2 separate regions of the Mus musculus genome follow, and region 2 is linked to region 1. The links are chromatin contacts, called in public Hi-C maps. All regions are on one chromosome and are shown on one strand. The core of a region is the stretch at or near the end of the contact, and the rest is flanking DNA. Distances in the headings are between cores, read along the strand shown. Region 1 has its middle 60 kb from the start of Gm25633. Region 2 has its middle 92 kb from the start of 2310003N18Rik.

Evidence for each region. Hi-C and Micro-C count contacts between places; a contact is called where the count stands out from the background.
Region 2: a contact with region 1 is called in a Hi-C map of the N1E-115 cell line, with 2.7 times the contacts expected there. The contact joins two enhancer-like sites. A contact is called at or near these places in 1 of 484 Hi-C or Micro-C datasets (the N1E-115 cell line) and 7 of 115 datasets of contacts at active chromatin or transcription factors (SST interneurons, embryonic basal ganglia, embryonic hindbrain and 3 more).

Annotation. Positions count from the first base shown.
Region 1 is chr9:49,882,094-49,888,898 of GRCm38.p6, reverse strand. No RefSeq gene overlaps it. Among named protein-coding and RNA genes, the nearest start is that of Gm25633, 60 kb to the right of the region's middle. Within about 2 kb of position 3,963, at least 20 of the 459 cell types and tissues checked have an H3K27ac peak or open chromatin away from gene starts, as enhancers often do. A contact at or near this core is called in the N1E-115 cell line, where this site is marked.
Region 2 is chr9:50,138,119-50,144,646 of GRCm38.p6, reverse strand. No RefSeq gene overlaps it. Among named protein-coding and RNA genes, the nearest start is that of 2310003N18Rik, 92 kb to the left of the region's middle. Within about 2 kb of position 3,221, at least 27 of the 459 cell types and tissues checked have an H3K27ac peak or open chromatin away from gene starts, as enhancers often do. A contact at or near this core is called in the N1E-115 cell line, where this site is marked.

The DNA.
Region 1 (6,805 bases), core at 2,714-5,213:
ACCTTAGCTATTGTAAATAGTATAGGAACACACACACACACACACACACACACACACACACACATCTGCAGGTGTCATTTTGATGAGCTGTTACTATTCCTTTTGTATATTTAACTTCTTGAGAAACTCCCACACCATTTTCCCAGTTTTATAAACTACGGCTATCAGAACAGCTCAATATGGATGAATAAAAACAGATAGATCCATGGAACAGATGGGAAGACCCAGAATTATCCACTTAATTTATAGCCAGGTGATCCTCCACAAAGACATGGCAATCATGGGGGAAAGGACAGCCTCTTTAGTGCACGGTCCTGGAAGCTGGATGTGTACACGTGGGTGAACCTGGATGTCTGCACACGGGCAAGCCTAACTCGCCCTCTGTCTCTCACGCTGCACAGAGATCCACTCCGAAGAAATCAAAGGCTGACGTGTAAGACTTAGAATCACACTCAGAGAACACACAGAGAAAGGATTCTGGCCATTAATATAGGGAATACATTCCAGCTAAAATCCGTAAAATACAGGAAACAAAAGCAAATACGGGCAGGTGGGATTATCTCAATCTGAGAAGCTCCTGCACAGCCAAGGAAGACAGCTGAATAAAAGGCAAACTACTGAGTGGGGAAGCCTCACAAAGTCCCCTTCTGACAAAAGATCCACAACATACAAGAGACATAAAGGACTCAACAGCAGAAAGAAATCCAATTTAAAAAATGGGAATCAGAAGAAGAAATTCAAATGACCAACAAATCTATGGGGAATAAAAGTTCAACTTCAGTAGCCTCTGGGAATTGAACTCAAGTCATCAGGCTTGGTGGCAAGCACCTTTACCCGGTGGCCTGTTTTGCTGGCTCCTGTTTTTCTTATTGTTCCTATTCATAACCTCCCCTTAGAGTTGTTCTTTTCTTTGAAATATTGCTTGCAAAGAACAAAAATCCCAAAGGCTGCAGCATTAAAAATAGAGTTTCTGTGAGTCACTTAATCAAAGGCCTAGAAGAGAGGCAGCCGTTCAGCCATTTCACTAAGGGCTTGCTGTCCCCAGCTCTCTTCTCTGCCACCTGTGTGTAGGTGGAAGGCCGGCTGTGCTGTGGATACAGATGGCTGTTGTACCTCTGGACACATGTCCTGGAGGGATAAATGGGCACAGGCCTTTCTGCTGATGAAGATGTCCTCTTTCAGTCCAGAAGGCAAGCTCATCCTGGAGGCCACCACTTGTCACAAGACAATGGAAGGACATAGACATTCTCAGAGTGATACATCATCTCTTTGAACTGAATCATGGTTTTGTATCTATGCAAGACTTGGAAGACAATTAGCAGAGTTCACCACAAGCCTCTACTTGGCTTTAAATTTGCAAAACGACTCTGCTCAGGCCTGAACCAATCAGATGACTTACTTAGAAACAAGTGATTTGGGAAGAGCTTTTGGTATTATTATTATTACATACACTTTATTTTTTAGAACAGTTTGGAGATTCGCAGCAAACTCAGGAAGATGATAACGATTTCTGCTGACTACAGCACCCAGATTTTCTTGTTATTAACAGTTTACTTCACAGTACATTTGTTATGAGTCAGTGTTGATGTAGCTATTAGTCCTGCAATTTATTAATCTTTCCTTAGTTTTCACCTAATGTCGGTTTTCTGTCCCTATGTCCCTTGTGGGATACAATATCACATGTAGCTGTGCTCCTCATGGCTGTCAGTTTCTCAATCTTTCTTTTGATTTAGTGTGTGTGTGTGTGTGTGTGTGTGTGTGTGTGTGTGTGTTCATGTAAGTGCAGGCACCCATGTGTGTGCTTGGGTTTCCATGCAAATACACATAATGAGGCCGGAGGTAAGTTCATGGTGTCACATTTCCTACTGTGACAAGGATCTGTTTATCTCTCCCCTCCCTAGCGCTGATGTTATAGGCACAGTTACACCCAACTTTTACATAAGTATTTGGCATCTGAATTCAGACCCTCATGTTGATACAGCAAGCACTTATTTTTGAAACAACGTCTCTCACTGGCCTGGAGCTCACCCATGAGGCTAGGCAGGCTGGTGAGCCCTGCAGGGCTGCTTTGCTCCAGCCCTAGTGCTGGAATTACAAATGCGCAGCACTACATCTGGATTTTCAACATGGGCTCTGGGGATTGAACCCATCTCCTCATGCTTGTTAGGTAAGCGCTTTATTGACTAAGCTCACTTTGACCATTTTGAGGAATTCTATCAGGTGTGACTAACCTTTTATCAATGTGGGATGATGCCATCGTTTGTCAGCTAAAAAGCTTATGCGTAAGAACTGCACATCTGAGTTCCAAAAGCAATCGCAAAATATGTTTTTAAGTAAATTTACATTTTTATGTTGGGCTATATTCATAACTGATCATGGGCTGCAAGCAGCCCATGAATACCTGATAAGGTGTTGTTGGTAGGATGCTACTCAGTAGGCTAAATCTCTTGGTTCTCAATGGGATTATGGTTTGGTGGGCATAAGACCACAGAGGTAATGTGCCCTTGCCATCATTTCATATCAAGACTGCACGATGTCAACGTGAATGACATGGCTAATGTTGATGTTGGTCACCCATGTGAGGTAGGCTTTTACCAAGTTCTAGCCTGTAAAGTCACTTTTTAGTTCTTCTTTTCATTCTATACTTTTTTAGAGGCATTTACCATCTGAAGCCCACAATCACAGAGTAGAAAGATATACTATTGAAGGCAACATATTCCCATAAATGTCTAGATAGTCTTATGCACAAGAGCCCTGCCTCTTCTCCATTCAAGGAAATGTATGTACATATTCATTCAATCATTTTACTTATGCCAACAGAGACTCATGAATATTTACCTCATACCTTGGTTGTTGATAAAATATTTCTTTACTTCTCCCAAATCTCCCAACTTTGCTCAGTTACAGCCCTGTGACATCATACCCTCACCGGTGTGTCTGTTTGTTTGTGTGTGTGTGCACGCCCCATATTTTCGGACACCTTACGATGCTGTCAGCTTTTCTAGTACTCATCATACCTCAATCCTCGAATGAGCTATTTCTCCAGGGACCACTGAGTATTTTTATTAGAGAATTACACTGAAAGCCAAGATCTGGGCACTGGACGTGCTCATGTGGGCAGTCATCTTTAATTACAGACTTAAGACTTCCTTCCCTGCCTCTCAAATGAATAATTACTTCACTCTTCTTCCCACCTCCAGTTTCTCTCTCACTATGTCGGCCCACACAGAACCGAGATCAGCAGCAATGCTATACTCAAAAGTTAGGATGCAAGGACAGGAACATAAAAGTTATGTTTTAGGAGTCGTGGATTCTTCAATGTCAGAAATGTAGGTAGTTGGACCTTTCATGTTCCCAAGTCCCTCAAAAGGAAATTGATTGATCCCCTCAGAGGCAGGCAAGACATTAGTGTCTGATCCATGATTAAACCACAACTGGGTAGCCTTTTCCTTACCAATGCTCTGAGACATTGCTTTCCACTGTTCTCTTCCTCCTTGAGGCTGATACTGAATTGGCTACTGCTTTGGTGGGATTCTTACTAGGGGGAAAACATGGGTTTGCTGAGGAGCAAGTGGAGTGTTGAACCTTCTATAATAAATTTTCAGAGTTATGTGACCAGAAACAGTGGAGATATGAGACAGTAATCTCCAGCCACACTTGGGCAGGGAGGTGGCACTTCACTCTAATAATGAGGCACAGATGTCAAGGTGCCTTATCTCAGGGCCCTTGGGGTGCCAGCCACCTCTGCAACTGTGCTGGGGAAGACACGCCGGCTTGGGATGTGAGGCTGTTTGGATGATGTTGTTTTCTGATGTAACCTCTGTTGATTTCCCTACCTCCCTTTTTCTCTGCCTCTTTTCTTCCCTCTTGGGAGCAATTTATACGTCTCTGGCTCCTTTTAGGCGGGGACAGAGTACTAATTAGCTGTCTGATTCATCCCAGGCCACCTGTCCCATGGCACTTGGCAGTAAGACCAGACTGGGCGTCGCCCCAAGCTTGCCTGGGCAGGCAAGTGTCCCAGGGGTCTGGACAGTCCCTGTGTGACGTGAGACAATGATTGTGCAGCACAGTACATGGCAGAGAAAGTTGTGTCCAGTGCTCCATTACCTTGATACTAGCTGCATCAGGCATTACAGGGAAAGCCACTTCCGCAGACTTTTAAGTCCTATCTTCCCACGTAATGAAATCCACTCCCAGATGTACTCCCAGTGCACCCTCTGAGGAGGGCCCTCTTTTTCCCTTCCTAGCATTGTGTTTATCATCAGAACGCACAATTATTCTAATCCCCATAGAGAGGTCTCATTAAAAAAAAAAAAAAAAACCACCGGAAAAGCATGCTCAGTGCTAATAATGGACATCGACTCCTCCTCATCTTCTCTATATCCACCAGCCCAAATCAGGCTTCAGTGCCTGTTCCCCGCATAAAGCTGGTCCCATGTAGGTCCAACAACCTCAGTGTCAGATGCTCGGCCAACAAAGCATTCAACACGAGCCCACCCCTCATTCTTGACTCCTCTCTCCCTGGCCTTGAGAACCCTAGACTTTCCTTCTCCCATGTTGGTTATTTCTTCTTAGCTTCTTTTTTACAGGTGTCTCCTCTTGGCTAAGAGAGGAGAGTCCTCTTTGAACCCTTTCTTTAATTCCTCCCCCTCTTCCTCTATCTTAATGAGATTTATCTGTCGCCATGGCTCACCTCTGTCTACAGAGAGGTCTACTTAGCTTTTCCTTGTGTCCAAGTACAAAATGTCCAGCTACTTGGTATCTCCACTGGGAGAGTAAGCCCCAGCGTGGCATTCCCTAATAAAATTTGAATAATTACACTAATTATTGTTAAATTAATTTAAATATTATAACTGGGTCCTATGTAGCTTTCTGCTCTTTAATTATTACTCTGGCTTATTTCTGACTCCTAATCCTGCCTGGTTAGGTAATGATAGGAACAACAACCTTAGCAACAGTGACCAACCAATGTGAAGTTCTTACAATGTGTCAGGTCCCAGATAGGCACTGCTCTATTTTAGACCTGTATCACCCTGTTGTAAGATCCTGTTGAGTCCCCATGTTTGCAGCTTAGAGCTTTCAGGCTTAGGAATATGAAAGGACATTTTAACTTAATTTCTCTAGAGGCAGAATTATTATAACCCACTTTTCTTGACTCCAGACTATAAACTCTTAAACCCATCCTTCACTAACCAGATCTTCGAATCAGCCCACCTGCAGCTACAACTGATTGTGTGCTGGGATCTGAGTATGGAGGTTAGCAACTGATTGTTTACCCCATCTGGGTCAGCAACTGGTTGTATATATCTAGGTCTGGGCAAGAAGTCAGTGGTGCTGCCCCTCTAGACCTCCTGGGTCATTTGGCCAATGAGACTCAGGCAGGAGTCCTCAAATATGTCTTACAGATTATGGATGCTGGATGTTCTACTGAAAATTGATTGCTTCCCAGACTGACAGAGCCAATTTGTGCCAAGGAGAAGAGAGACAGTTATCAACTAGGAAAAGCCTGGGTCCCAAGGATGCAGGCCCATAATACCCAGTTTCTCTCTTGAGTAAGAGAGAGACCATAGAGGACATAGGCTTAAGCTGAGCTTCATGCCTGCTTTATGCACCTTCTGGGGTACGACCATCTAGGCCATCACTTTCTTCACATGATTAGCCTAGATGCAAACTCCCACATCACAGGTGCTACCTTGGTACCTATCTGAAGAAACAGAAAGGACTGGATACGATGCTTCTCAATGTGGATTCCTTGAAGCTCTGGGGTTCCAATAGAACCTTCAGGCCTACAGAAGCTTAGTTCTTTAACAAGAGCATCCCTGCTGCTAAAATATTTATGTTAAAGCTTCATATAACATCTTATTCATTACTAAAGAGAATCTTAATTTTTAGGAAAGCATATTGAACAAAATGGCAATAGGCTTTAATGCCAGGGAGACTTGAGTTGGACTCTTATTCTGAAATCCATTACCACCACTGTTGATCTTCCCTTTAGATCTCAATAACATAGGTGTCTCTGCATCTCTAGATCATAGAATGAGATGTAAATGCAGTATGTGAGCAGGCCTAACAGAGTCTGGTGGAACAAATTCACTCATTTCCTGTCTTTTGCTCTGTGACATTCTGCCTGTCAGAAAGGACTGGAGATTTAACATACAGTGAATGCCCCTAACTAGAAATTTCCATAGTTTTTCCATCAGTCCAATAAAAACAAACCACACACTCCAATAATCTCCAAAGCATTTGACCACTCCAATCCAGCCATCACAACATTCTACCTCTGTTGTACCTAGCACCTGGCCTTTCAGGGCCCCGTAGAAGGTCCCAGTGATGCATCTGGATATACCAGCTCAGAAAATGGGTTTCTAGGCTCTGCACTACCTACAGCAGAACATGCAGAAACAGTCAAAGAGGCCAGCCATCAAAGATGGACATTGGACAGCCAGGGGAGTGAAAGCTGATCTTAGGTAACTGAGGCAGTCAGTTTACATCCCACCAGAGGACAACTGGGAGTCTCTAGTAAAAGGAGAAGGCAAATGCATAACGTGCTTTTGAAAAATGTCTGCTAAAAATGATAAATTTTTAAAAGAAGTTATTTTGGCTCCTGAAAAGATAAGCATCAGTTGTCAAGTTCAGGAATTTTTTGTTTTGTTTTGTTTTTGTTTTTGGGGGGAGTTGTTATTTTTGTTTTGTTTTGTTTTGTTTTTATAAATTCTAATGATGCCCAGACAAATGTGGTGTTAGTACAGTTAACTCAGTCCCTAGACTTGTGGGTCCATTTTAAACAGTGAAGTGAAATGGAACA
Region 2 (6,528 bases), core at 1,972-4,471, 260 kb before region 1:
AGCTTTTCAACTTAAATGAGTTACTTAACCATCTTATGTTTTCTCATCTTCTGTAGACACTAGTCACAATTGCTTCCATGTCATGGTGGATGGTGTTCAATAATGTGTGTGAACCTTCTTACACAGAGCATGACATACATATAGTAAGCACCACTTCTTCTTCTTCTTCTTCTTCTTCTTCTTCTTCTTCTTCTTCTTCTTCTTCTTCATCATCATCATTATTTGTAGATCTGAAAAAAAGTAACTGGAGAATAAGAGACATAGACATCCAGTATGGTGACAGAAGCAGAGGACCAGGGGAACTGATGAGCTTTCAGGGACGTCTGACCTGGGGTTGCTTGCCTTACACCAGGGACCTAATGCTATTCATGCTGTAGGGGTCTTTTGGGCCTACACAGTCTCTAACAACAAAAAAGAAAGAATGAAAGCAATAGAAATTTGAAAGCATGAGCTGAGAGTTTCATTTACTACGTGGGGATGGATTAAGTTGGAGTCCTGATCCATGAGCAGGGTCAGGGTGTTGGGCATGAAGACTGTAGCTTAAGGAACACTGAGAGGCTAACATGATGCTTCCCACCTAATCAGCATGGAAGAAGAGAGTCTGTTGATCTTGAAGGAACCTTGCTGTCTCCCAGACAGACTCATACAATGAGATGAGCTTATAGAAGAACTGCTGGAGGTAGATCCTCAGAGAAGGCTCAGCCATCTCTGCTTTCCATCCTCATTTAGAAAGAACTCAGCATGGTCCCTTATCTCCTCTTCAAAGCTGGATTCTAGACTTTTAAGCAAAATGAAGGGTTCATTTGTGTCCTATTACGACCCATTTGTTCATTCAGCCAAGCAGTCTTCAGGAAACTCTCAGGGACGTATGTCAGGCCAGTCAACAAACACCATGGCCAAGGAGGAAAGAGCAGCAATGGAAAGACAAAGGAAGGGGTCAAGCTATGCCAACAGATGCATGACCAATGCTCAGCCCAAGGATGGTACCAAAGTGAGAAAATGGAGCCAGGATCCTTTGCTCTCTGAGATTTAGCAGTGACATTGTGACTAATAAGCTAAAATAAATAGAACACAACATTGGAGTGAGGCTACTAGGGTAAAATACAGACTGGTCCCCAAGTCTCTAGATCATATAATCCTCTAAGCCCTCATACCAGCATCCAGACTAGTTGCTTTCCAGGTATGAATGACTTGGTCAGAGGCAGAAGGCAGACATGTCCTCAGTGCCCCCTCCTTTTGGAGCCACATTCCTCTAGGTTGCAAGTCCCCAACAATTTGCATTTCTAGAGTCAGGACTTTCCACAGGAGCTGAGAAATAGTGGCCATGGTAACAAAATTCTTCTACATCCATCAAAAGAGGAAACCTCTCTTTTCTGTTAAGGTCATGTTACCCTATTTATTAGGGCAAATGAATATCAATAATCACAGGCAACACCAAAGCCTGAGCTGGCTTCTGGCAGTGGGGGAGGGGTGGCTGTTCTTGTCTATTGAAAAGGTGAATGAATTACTGCATATGCATGTACCATACTCTCACAGCCCAAGGATTTGATTTGGTTTCCATGGCCAGGATCCAGATGCCCACTGGGAGGTCTTCCAAATCACCCGTCTTGATCTTTTCTTAACTGCTCTCAGGGGATCCAGAGAGTGAGTCTGGTATCTGGCACCAGTGGCATGGCACCATGCCCTGAGAACTCCAGAGCCTTGCTCATTTTGGCCTCAGGCCTACTTTCTCACTAAGCAAGGCCCTTCTACCAGATGGTATAGACTCAGAGTATGGTCAACTTTGCAAAGTCAGGTTGTGCCAACTCCCATCTCTGAGGGGATGGTCTGTGTAGTTCACATGCCAAAATGCCCAGGGCTTTGCCAACCAAAAGGTGGTGAGTGCTCTTGTCCCATAGGCACCACCTAAAACGGGCAGCAGATGGGAAAGTAGGGCAGGGGTGGAAAACAGCTGGATACCATTTGCTGCCTAAGAGTTCTTTGGGGATTTGAAAATCATTGTTTAATTTCCCCTCCTGCCCTCACATGTAAACAAATGTCCTATATCAGGGGCATGGAAATCAGAACTTTTAGTGGTTGGTATTCATCTTCCCTATCTCTGCAGCCTTCTTCCCAGCCTCCAAGATGCTCACATCACATGCTTGCACATTTACATGTGCACATGCATGCATGAGCACCCGTGTGTACCCATGTGCTCACTTACACCAACAGGCCAGTCTTTCTAATACAAACCACAGGCCGATTTTGTTCACTGTGTATCTAGGGCCTGGCCAGGAACCCAGGCTTCTTTCCCTCTGAAATCTCTTGGAGAAGTTAAAAGCGGCTATGTGGGACCGCAGTAGGAGAACTGAATTGGCGACACGGTGGTTCTAGATATTTATACACTCCCGTCATTTGCTCAGCTGAGCTGCTTGCAGCTGTGGCTTGTTAGGGATATCACCCAAAGGAATTGCAGAAAATACACATATTTTATATAATTTTCCCCTCTGTTTCTTTTCCCGGTTCTAAATAGGCACTTGAAGGGAGGGGGGATTTACCATAGGATCTTGGGCACAAGGTACAGTTACCCCCAGAGCACTAGGGGAGGACATTTGTGGGTCCTCCTGGGGTGGCGGGCGGAGCAGGGAAAAGAGCCTCTGTATTCTAGTCCCAAAGGTCACACAGACATGAGGAGGATGTCTCTCTCATTTGACACTCCTTCACAGATGAATTTAAGACCAACCTCCAACTTTACATTTTTAAGCTGCTGGCTGGGAGGTCACGTGCTCTGGGCAGTCCAGTCCTGATGGGCTGCAGGGTCTACAGATTGAGTCCTTCTGGGTCCAAGGAAGGTCTAGACCATGACCTTGACACAGATGTCAAGGGAGTGATTCCTTTTTTTCTTTTTCCCCAGACAAAGGCAAGTGGTTATCTATGGTTGGCTTCAGTAAACATCCTTGGGCTTCAGCTCCCAATAGTCTGTAGCTATAAATGATCAAGGCTGTGGCTCTGTTTGCCTTTGCTTCTGTGAACAATATCACAGGCACCTAAGGAGTTCAGTGTGTACATAGTATTCTTCAATCTTTCCTCAGTCCAGACAAGGACTTAATTGCCCCTTTCCCTAGAAAATGGAGAGGAGGAAGAGGAAAGCAGGCAAGAATTCCTGCTCTTTAAACGCTGTCCCCTCCCTTTCAAGAGCTACTCACTGCAACTCACCGAGGTGATGAAAACTCCCCAGGCTAACCCATCGAATTATGGAAGCTCAGCAGAAAAATTACAGCTGCCGTAGAGGTCACCTGACCCCGATGCATCAAGTCCTGGAGGGAGGCCAACCCTCCACTTAAAATGGCAATCTTGCACAAAGTGGCACAATGACATGTTAAAAAATATAGAGATGGATAGAGATGTAACATGAAAATATGTATTTCTCCTGTTCTTAGCCTTAGAAGCAGGCATGTTAAAGGTATTAAGCGGCATTCCACACTGGAGGGATCCTCTGGCTATGGGCTTTGGAGCCTAGACAGGAAGTGTGAATTATGAGGCAATGGGAAACTAATCCAGACAAAATGAAAAGAGAAAGGACGGAGCCTAGGTATCTGGTCCAGGAGGGCCCAGAAGAATGGGGGTTGTCTCGCCCACCTGCCCCGACCTCCCCGGCTCTCTGTGGGAGAGGGAAGCCTTTGTCTGCTGGAGGTGGCTGTTGTGGGACTCAGGGAGAGCAGAGTGAGTTGGCAATCCTTTCTCGTCTGCAGGACCAGACATCCAAGGAGGAAATCTCTGTGCACTGGGCTAGACTCTGAGGGCACCTGGAGAGAAGGGGAAAGCTTGGCAGGAGTGCACAGGAGGCACAAATGTGGCACTGAGATCACGTGTCCCTGTCTTCAGCAGGGACACACCTTTCCCAGGGAGACCCAAATGTCCCAAACAGGACTCTTTCTCTAGGGATGGGATAGACATAAACAGCTTTGACTTTGTTTCTGGTTATTAATTTCCTACAAGCTGCCCCCAGGGTAATTCCTAAATCTGTTTTCTCCACTTACCCTCAGTTCAGACAGGAGAGGAAAATCTTTCTGCTTCTTAAGGGCATGTGACTTTTCTACTCTTAAAATGCAGCTTTCCTTCCTCCCTCCCTCCCTCCCTCCTTCTTTCCCTCCCTCCCTCCCTCCCTCCCTCCCTCCCTCCCTCCCTCCCTCCTTCTTTCCCTCCCTCCCTCCCTCCTTCTTTCCCTCCCTCCCTCTTTCCCTCCCTCCCTCCCTCCCTCCCTCCCTCCCTCCCTCCTTCTTTCCCTCCCTCCCTCTTTCCCTCCCTCCCTCTTTCCCTCCCTTCCTCCCTCCCCCCCCTTTCCATTTCTGCCTGTGAGCTACTTGTTCTGGCCCTGTAAGATGTGGTGGAAAATTCCTGGTCCCAGCAGACTCTGTGGATAGACTTTCCAGAGTAGGAAGGTAAGTTGCAAGCACACTGCGTGTCTTCAGTTCCCCCGGGACTGAGTGGCATCCTCAGTGTAGTGTCCGTCTATACTGTCCTTTACTCTCCCCTCTTTGCACTTGTAAATTTTGTCTTTGGACTGCTAGTCTCTGCCTTTGTCTAACTCTTCAATATAACCTCGCTGGAGGAAAGGTTGACTCCACCTTCCGCATGCAGCTTAGTGAACGTGCCCGTGTGAATGAACCCCAGGATCAAGCCACAGCACACGTCTAACACCCTTGGAAGACTCCTCTCACTTCTCAGCCCACACTTCCTGTTCCCTTCCCAGGAGTGATCTCCTCTCTAAAGTCTGCCACTGAAGGCCAGACTTGTTATAGCCTCGTTGGTGTCTGGCTTTTTACCTTTACATTCATATTTTTAAGATTCATCCATGTACCAAAGTGGTTGCATCCATTGACCCTCCCATCAACAGTGTATACATGATCCAGCTGCTCCATATCCTCTCCAATTCTTAGTGTTCCATCGCTCTGTACTTAGAGCCGTTTCAATAGGAAGTAATATGGTGCATATGTGGAGACCCCTTTCCTTAAGCCACACATTAAGTTCCCCTAGAATAATAATATCATGCAGGGATTAGGGTGAACAACTTTAGGCTCCACACCATGAAAACAGAAAGACATTAGTGCCAGGCACACTGGTATATTTGGTCACTCGAACTGCAGTGTAGTGGAAAGAAGAGAGGCTTGGGTAAGGACCTGACCTGGTTTGAACCCTCATTTACCCACTATTTAGCTATGCAAACTCAGAGAGAGGAAATAATGCTGACACCTAGGGACACACAACAAGGAAAATATGCAGTAACGCATTCATGGTAGAAACCGGTTGCTAGGTATAGAGTATTAACTGTTGAGTTCTTCCTACTCTATTGTAGATTTGGAAATGCTGATGCTAAGATGTAGGGAGGGAAATGTGGCAACGCTTCTTGGCCGCAAGGGCATCACATCTCAGAACTTACAAGTGATTTCTTTCATGATGTGGAGCAGCTGAAGGGAGCAAATGTCCTCATCTTCTTGGTCACCACCCTCCGCTGCCTTGCTTGGTTGCTCTCTTTTCTGAATACCTTCCAGAAGAGTGAGGCAAAAGGTCAAATAGCAAGTAAGAGAAAATGGGGAGTACTTGTCCTTAGATTCTAGCGGCTACACTGCTTTGCTCAGTCTTCTTGGCAGCAGAGCTGGGAGTGGAATGTCACATCTCCTGCCCTCTGTGACCTTGGCTGGTCACTGGTAGGATAGGCTGGACTATTAACCATGACCTAATGCCTTTCTGAGCCATCTTCTCTAGCCTCCCTGGCTTCTAACTTTGCTGTCATCACTTGCAAAGCCGACTTACTTTTATCATTTTTCAAAGCCATCTCTTGTTCCCATGGCAACCTACTGGGGGTCTTCTGTCACCATGGGAACATGGCTTCTGGGTTTAAATACACCTTATCACCACAGCATTAAAAATGTGGGGAGAGAGGGAGACTGGTTGTCAAGGAAACAGGATTCGGGTCTTCTTTAGAAGTGATGGGCTGGGGAGAGGGAAGGAAGTGCAATTGGGAGTTGAAAATTGATGCCACACCCAAACTTGGCCATGCTGACAAATGTGCAGGTAGATTTTGTGAGTAGTCTGGGACACATTCACACACGTGTATCCACACTCATTCATGCATGCACATGTGCGCACGTACTCGCGAGCGTTCGCACACACACTTGGTCTCTCTTTCTTTGTGTGTGGGCCTGTGTTTGTGTATGTGTATGCATGTATGTGTGCATGTATGTGTGAGTGCATGTGTGAATGCATGTGTAATTGCTTTTCTACCTTGTTTGTCTGAAGAACCTCATAAGAAAGCACCTTGGGAATTTAAAGATGTCAGAGGAACGCCCCCACTCTGTAGTCTGAGAGATGGGCGCAACATGTTCACTCTCTGCTTTGAGAAAGTCATTATGAACTTCTTCCTTATCGTTATAGAGAGGACAGAAATCCATGACAAGTGGCCTGGAAAAATCAAACCAGAAGAGAACTAAGGAGCTTGGGACAAAAAGCCATGCAAGAGGTATCAACACTGAGAAATAAGAATTCCAT